Regions from separate parts of the Lactuca sativa genome. Here region 1 is linked to region 2. The links are chromatin contacts, called in public Hi-C maps. All regions are on one chromosome and are shown on one strand. The core of a region is the stretch at or near the end of the contact, and the rest is flanking DNA. Distances in the headings are between cores, read along the strand shown.

Region 1 (4,060 bases), core at 1,005-3,504, 260 kb after region 2:
GATTAAAACCACAATTTCTCATAACTTTAGGATAAAAAATGCATGAAATTTATCCAATTCTAAACTATTAGAACTTTCAAACCACAAAAGTTAAATCCAACACGTTATACATGTAATTTAAGAGAATTTGTACACAAATTACTAACAAGATAGATATAATGTATATCACACAATGCAAAAGTTCTACAATTTATTCAGATCGGCTATAGAATCAATTCATTACATAAATTAACTTGCAACTAAATTTTCCAAAAACAGATATTTAATTTACTTGAATCATTCAGAAACATTGAACAAAGGGTGGGTCTAATAGCAGGTGTTACTCAAAAGCCAACTACAAAGACCATTTATGTCATTTTGTTTATAATATGAGAGTAAACTTTGAGTATTTCATGTTTGTAAGATGAGTAAACAAAAGAAAACAATAGATATTTTGGATAGTTGGTAGTCAAAACAATAAACATATTTCTGTTTCATGCTCCGTTACTGTTCTTGTTTCTTCATTTAACTAGTTTTGTTATATTTTATAATATCTTAACCCAATGAGAAGGATATGAAAAGAAATGTGTAGAAGTTAGACTGATAACAGTTTAGTCCAATATTTAACATTACAACCAAAATTACTATTAAATGTGATTAGAGAATAGTTGCAAAACAAATCTACCTGAACCAAGTCCAAGGATACAAGCCTTTACCCATTAAGACAACCTGTTGAGCAATTGAGGTTTACAAATTACAACACATACAATATACTGTCAACAAGATATTACTGCACAATGTTCATAAGAATGTGAGATTCAACTTCCTACATATTACATGCATTAAATAAACACAACATCAAATTATATGTGATGCATTTAACTTTTTAATGAATCCAACAAACTTGGGGAATACTATTTGACATAAATTGGGTGTCTTGCCTTCTTCAATGCTATACATTTATCTTTTTTTCCTCCACTTTATGTTAATAACTGCTACAATCAGATCGACCAAACATGAGTAGTGTTTCCATGTAAGAATTCACGTTGAATGAATATCCTCTAATCGGATCATCGCAGTGCCCTGAGTTGGGCTCATAAACAACAAGTTGAGTCGGCTCAGAAATATCATCGTTCACTTCTATTATAGGTCCTCCAGTCTTCCTAAAACCCACTGCCTTTATTGACTCTTTTGGTGCATTGATGGTGTATAGCTTTGTAAATGATATTTGAACACCATTCTCCATCTTCCATACTTCACAACAAACTTGTCCCTCGGTGTTTAAATCGTGTTCAAGCATGACTAAAGATTCCCCTAGCTTAGAAATAGACAACCACTTAGACATAGTCGCCCATGAAGAAGGATGGCTAGCTAAATTATCGGGGAGGTGTATAACTTTAAAACTCTCATCAGTTATATCAAATGACATAATCACATTATGAGTACGTATTCCACTGTCTAGACAGGAAGCACACCAATAGATATGCCTATCAATAACTACTTGGGGCTGTCTAATTCGTATTGATTTCCTTGGGAGATTCGTAGAAAGACTTTTCCATTTCCCCGATCTAAAGGAGTAAACCTCAACCTTCCAAAGGTTGTTAATTTCGGTTTTCTTATCCATCCATGAAGGGAGTTGTGTGATCTGGATGATCTTAGGATCGATACTAACAGGACAAACCCCAAAAGCAAGAATCATTTCGTGGCGTACATGCAAGATATCAGGTAATACAAAAGAAATTGATTTTCTGATAGAAGGATTACAAACAACAGCCAATCTCTTTTTAAAGTTGATTTCGGAAGTCTCCAGATCCCAATGATAGCCATCCAAACACAACAAGCCATGAGAACTGCCAACAATTCTTGGAAGTTTAACGGACAGAGGAAGAGTAGGAACAAACCTCTGAGGGAAAGAGTTGTCGTCGACAAAAGAAACGTATTTTATTTCTCCTCTCGGATCTTTATACCATACAAACAGATGATGTGGCTGAGTATCGAGGACGCTCTGAGCAGCAACAAACTCTGAGCTGTCGATCAAAGACTTCCATGCTTTTGAGACGGATCTGAACTGAATCAGTGATTTGACAGGAAGCCTCATCATGATTTCTCCATGGATATGGAAAGGTACTTCGTCTGACATTTTGATTTTGGCTGCCGGTGGTGTATGGTATTTGACAGGAGAGAGGTAGTATAAACCGGAGATTTGGGGACTTTGGTTATTGAATGTTTCAATAAAGGAGCTTTCTTGATAATTATGCAGCTTTGGGAATTAGAAATTTCAACAAAGGAACTTTCTTATGAATTATCCACAAATCTTGTCGGTTGACTTTTAGAATGGTGTTGATTTTAATTGTTTGGATTACTTCTTTTTTTTTTTTTTTTTTATTTGGTACAACGATTTTTAAATTTGTTGTTTTGGTCCTTTTAGCTTACTTTTAGCTCGGATTTGATTCTCTTTCAAACTAAAAAAATTTATTTACCTTTTATTTATTTATTTTTTGTTAAATACTTTTATGTATTTAAAAATAGTATCGACTGTTATGTGTTTTTGGTCTCTAATGACGCGCGCGTGTGTGTATATATATATAAAAGGGATCATCTTTAGGAACATGATAGTTTCTATGGTTTTCCCAAAAATGGACTTTTTTTTGGATATGTGTTCTCTTCTACCTGTTTTGCTGCCGATTATTGTGTTGGGCGTTTTATGTCATTTTCTTAATTCTTTATGGTCATGTGTTGATATGGATTTCTCGATGGATATCTTCACCGTATATGTCGCCAATCACTAGCATTTGCTTCTACCGCGTTCTTCTACTGCTTTCTCTCCACGGATCCACCCTTCAAATTCAAATTCCTGGATAAGTTTAATATCTTCTCGATTCTTCTTTATCTTACTTCCACCGCCTCACCTTCTCCTTTACCGCCACTGCTTTAACTCTACCAGGTTAGGTTAGTTACTCCACCTACCCTTCTTCTACTAAACAACTTTCCATTCCACCGTTCCTCTAAACCGCTTTTCCCTAACATACTAATAATCTACGTAGGCTTCTCTATCACAGAAAAACTTCGCCACTGATCTCCTCTCTCCATCAGCTTTCAGAAATCTCTATCGTCGAACCCATTGGATTCTACAGTTCCACAACAGAAAATGGTTAGTCCATTTTACGGTTTTACTTGTTTCTAAGAAATTGGCGATTTTCACAAATTAACTGGATTTAGTTGTGGTTTTTTTGAACTTGATGGTGTGTGATCCGATACCTCAAGGATTGAAGCATATAAATGGCTGATTTTTCAGCATATTGTTGTTCATATATTTATTAGATATAACAGGCTTTTATTAATTAATACTTTTTTATATTGTATCCAATTTGATGTAGTCTATTGAAGATATGAAACATGTACTTCAAGAAGAGGTTGCAAGTTTTCTTCTCCTGTTAGGACGCTGTCATCCACTAACACAAGCCCTCATCTTCCTTCCTCACTTGGATTCATAGTTGATTGTTGGACCAAAACGGGGAGATCACAGATTCCCTTGATGCCATCAAACGAAGTCTATGTTGCGGGTTCTAGAATTATAACAAGATCTGAAACAATTTGTTAGGATTTATTTTTTTCTTTTCCGCTATGTTTTCTTCTGGTCTTTCCCTAGGTTTTTAATTCACTTCTCTTACTTCTCCTCTCTTTAGAGTACAATTTATGTGAGGCTTTAGGTTAAACTGGCAATGAGAAATCACCTGAGAAAACTTTTGTCAACTTTAATGTTATATTCTTTTCTAGGAGCAAGGTTGTGAGTCATTATTGTAGGGAAATTTAGGATTTGTGGTGGAGATCTGGATACCAACTTGGATCGTGATATCACTTTCCGAACTGATATTTCTACCCTATGCCTGTGTTACAAGAAATTCAGCCTAGGATAATCCAAGTGGACACTTACGTTTCTAGGCACAAAAAACATAAGCCAATAGGCTAAAGGGTTCTGTGAATGTATGATGAAAAACGAGAGCTAAAGATCGTCACCCTCTTTTGTATAAAAAGAGTCGTTTATATATTAAACAAGAGTAGGGTTTCATTTGGGTTGGGC
Region 2 (4,441 bases), core at 1,788-4,287:
CATTTGTTTGTAACCAACAACGTAAACTACAATATTGATTCATCAATAAGATCAACGTACCACTCGGTCAACCTGGTTACAGGTGAATGGTTCAACCAGTTTGTTTTGGTAAACTTGGTCGGTTCAATCTAGTTCAACAATAGACAATAACCTGCTGAATTGACCCGTTCTTTTCACTCGTCAGCTCTGGTTACACGTTGCTTTGATGCCGTGTCATTTACCCGTTCTTGCACCAATGGCATGACAACATATTCAGAATTTTTTTCATTGAACAGCAACCACGTTTATTTTTATCTAGTTATTTTGAAAGTTTTTTCCATTATAAAAATTCATATATAGTTAAAGTAAATATTATCCTCATTGAACTCAATAAGCGCACATATGGATATACAATCACGCCTACGTACATACCTTGTGGTTAATGAACAGCCTATACAGCTAAACAAAAAATTAATCAAATGATTCATAATATGTAAGTACAATATTTAACATTTCAACTGGATACTACAGTACTTTTATTTATACATGACCTGTAAGGTAATTACTTATGGATTCCATATAGTTTTTAGCCTATGAATAACAACCAAATATAATCGAACATATACTAATTGTAGTGCCATAAAACAAAAAGCACACAGAGTTACCAGTTTGAACTCCCTCATACGATTATGATATCATGGTCATTTTTATTTTTGCAAATTGAGCAAAAGAATAGTTGCAACACAATGTGAAAAAAATATATCGATTATTAGTTTTGTTAAAGCACCAATGGCAGGAACTGTCGGTGATTTAATCACCAAATATATTTTAGTGTAATGGATTTAACAAGTGTTTCAAGAATAGTGTTTTAGTTATAATACAAGTTAGGAGGTGTGGGAGTGCACACTTGTATTTATTAAACATTGTTAGTACGAGGATTAATTTGTTGTTCTTTAAAGATGCAAATACAAGGTTTAATTTGTATTTTCTGAAAGTTTAAAACTGTTCTCGTTTTATCCGTTGAGTAGATAAGTCCGGGAAAGATAACGACTTGGTTGAAACACAGAAAACTGAAAAACGATTTCTTCTTCATTCTCTCTCAAAATTGATTCTGTGTTTTGTGCCTAAAATCAGAATCCTTTCTTTAGGAATTATCTTAGTTTGGATTTCGTGATACCCAAGGCAATTAGGGTCGAAATATCAAACAAGGAAAGTGTATCACACGATTCCTGTTTGTGATCCAGATTTCGTATTACCCAATTCGTAATTCCCAACAACCAACTACCAAGGTCACAAGTCTCTCAATAGGCCAACAGCCCGAGGTTATTTACTAAACATATACAATAAGACTAACACCAAGATTTTACAACATAATTTTCATAAAAATATGATATTTATATAGCATCAGTAATGTTACAAACATTGAATAAACAGTTAAACAGACATCAAATTATATTTGATGCATCTATGTTTTAAAAAACATCAACTAATTTACAGATATTGTCCTTGAAATTGGTATGTCAATAGCTACTACAATCAGAAATACCGACCAAAACTAGTGTTTCAATGTAGGAATTCACTGTGAATCTATACCCACTAATCAGATGATTGCTTAGTTCTGAGTTAGGCTCATAAACAACAAGCTCTTCAGTTGATTCAAACATATAATCTTGGACTTCCATAATAGGTCCGCCCTTCCTCCTAAAACCCACTGTCCTCATCAAATCACCTGGTGCCTTGATGGTGAATAGCTTTGTAAACGATCTTTCCACACCATGCTCCACCATCCATACAGTGCAACAAAGTTGCTCCTCAATGGTATCATCGTATCCGCTTTTATTGTATTCAAGTATAACAAGAGACTCCCTTAGCTTAGATACAGAAAGTAGGTCGAAAGTGATGATAGCCATCCTTTCAGGGAGGTCTACTACTTGAAAATTCTCATTAGTTATATCAAATGACATAATCAGATTACGAGTTTGAAACACACTATCCACAAGTGTACAATCTACAGCACACCAGTAGATAGACTTACCAATAACTACCTGGCGCCCCCTAATATGTATTGATATGGTGGGGAGATTTCCAGATAGACTTGTAAATTTCCCCGAACTTTGCTTATAAACCTTAACTTCCCAAAAGTTGCCAATTTCGCTTTTCAGTTCATTACCCCAACTCCAATGCAGTTGAGTGATCTGGATGATCTTGGTATCAATAGTGACAGGACAAACTCCAAAACCAAGAACGATTAAATGATTCGTATATAACATATCAGGCAGTGCAATAGCTATTGATTTTCTAACCGAAGGATTCAAAAGAACAGCTATCCTCTTTCTATAGCTGGAACCAGAAAACCGATAACCTTTGAAACACAACAAGCCATAAGAACTACCAACTATTTGTGGATCTCTAATGGATAGGGGAAGAGACGGAACAAACCTATGTTGGGGGAAAGAGTCATCATCGACAAAAGAAACAAATTTAGGCACTTGTTCTTCTGAGCTGTACGATACAAACAGATGTTGTGGCTGTGTGTGGCTGACGCTGTGAGCAGCAATAAACTCTGAGCTGTCGATCAAAGACTTCCATGTTCTTGACACCGATCTAAGCTGAATCAATGATTTGATAGGAAGCCTTTTCAGGATTGCCTCTTGGATATGGAAAGGCAGTTCGTCAAACATTTTAATTGTGGGTGTCGTTGGTACCTGATTTTTAACGGTTTATATAACGGAAGATTTTAAACTCTATCATACTAAAAGCACATGGACCGGAATAATTGCATTGACTATAAATTAAGATATATTTAAATACAGTTGGTAATTAAATAATAATATTTTTTGAAAATATTATTTGTTCCAATACCTGTAACTAGGTAATATCATTGGATGCATGAATTGGCTCAATAATGCAAATTCAAATAATAACATACAACTAAATTATTATTATTATTATTATATATATATATATATATATATATATATATATATATATATATATATATATATATATATTAAAGTTATGAAAAAAAGTAACAGGAAATATGTAACATATTTGTCTCTTTTGGTCCCTCTACTTGCATTTGTTATTTCTGCCATTCTAGGTCCCTATATTTTGATGTATTTGTCACTTTATTATTTTTATTTTCCTTCCATTGATCTTCGTTATTGACTGGTCAGTGGGTTTCATTTGGTGTACACATGGGTTGGTTGGCTACCAGGGTTACCAGGTGTGATCCACCGCTTCATTCAGAAGTGATACGTGTTCTGTACACATGAGCAGCCACCGCCCTAAAAATCCGTTCGTGTTACAGTCTGCTTTTCCAAACTAACCTCTCATCGCTTCCTTCCTATGCTCTGTATCTCTCTTCTTCCCTGTTCCACCAACTCCTAATTGATATTTATTTTCTTCCTTATCAGGTCGATATCCACTACACCCCCTCCTCTCTCACACTCCTTTCCGATATTCGACCTGTGCTTGCCTCTAATGATCGGCGGTGGCTAAGTCATCGGGAACTCCACAATTTTAGATGGGCATTCAAGAAGAAGTCCACAATTCAAGGTATGAAGAAGAAGTTCACAATTTGGGGATTCAAGATGAAGTCCACGATTCAAGGTATCCAGAGTTAATAACACGTGTCCATGGGAAACGAAAGACTACTGCTTCCTTGTATTCATTTGTTCTTGATTTCTCCTTCTCACCGACTTTATTTGTATTTGCTTCCGACTCTAATCGATATTTCCACCGGTGGGAAGAAGAAGACGGTGGTCCATTGTTACCATACCCAATCACCTATATCTCTACTGTTGGTGCCCAACAAAAGCCCTAAAATCGATTTCAATTGCTCGCTCCTCCTCTTTGGTGGATATCGTTTTAGCTTTTCAGGGAAACAACATTGATGATGTAAGTATGTCAATCCCCTTTCATCACCTCTAATTCTTATCCTGACACATCTTCTACTGCCCTTCTACTTTTTTCTTTCTTCTTTATCCAATATTAGCCTCTAATTGAATCCCTTTAAGGTTTCTAATTTTCGTTTCAGGTAAGATTGGATAGTAAATTACAATATTGTCTTTTTTTTCTGTCACTTATCTGTAATCTTTATCTATTTCTTTTCCTGAAAAGAAAGAGTAAAGGTCAATAATAGCAACTGCAAGGTGAAATGGTCTGCAATTAGGGTTCTTACAGAGAATTCAGCCACATGTTATTTAGATCCTACGAGAGCGGAAAAGTATTGATCATTCTATCACATGGTCTGCAATTAGGGTTCATTGTAAAAGTCAAACTTACTTTGATCCTTAAGGAAAAGTATTGATCATTGTACCACATGTTATTTAGATCCTACGAGAGCGGAAGGTCAAGGTATGAACTGGAATGGAATCACAACATAACGTTTCAAACTCTAGAATTATGGATTATGGCAATGGAATAAAATGGCAATGGAATCACAACATAACCATTGATC

What was found. Hi-C and Micro-C count contacts between places; a contact is called where the count stands out from the background.
Region 1: a contact with region 2 is called in a Hi-C map of seed, with 5 times the contacts expected there. The contact joins the promoter of LOC111888721 here to the promoter of LOC111903671 in region 2. A contact is called at or near these places in 2 of 4 Hi-C or Micro-C datasets (leaf and seed).

Annotation. Positions count from the first base shown.
Region 1 is chr2:23,990,092-23,994,151 of Lsat_Salinas_v11, forward strand. LOC111888721 (F-box protein At2g21930) reads right to left here and starts at 2,255. Exons shown (of 1, transcript XM_023884844.2): 1 at 712-2,255. The coding sequence starts at 2,119. The coding sequence ends at 965.
Region 2 is chr2:23,729,069-23,733,509 of Lsat_Salinas_v11, forward strand. LOC111903671 reads left to right here and starts at 3,038. Exons shown (of 2, transcript XR_006187876.2): 1 at 3,038-3,879. LOC111903678 (F-box protein At3g07870) reads right to left here and starts at 2,660. Exons shown (of 1, transcript XM_052768794.1): 1 at 1,500-2,660. The coding sequence starts at 2,660. The coding sequence ends at 1,500.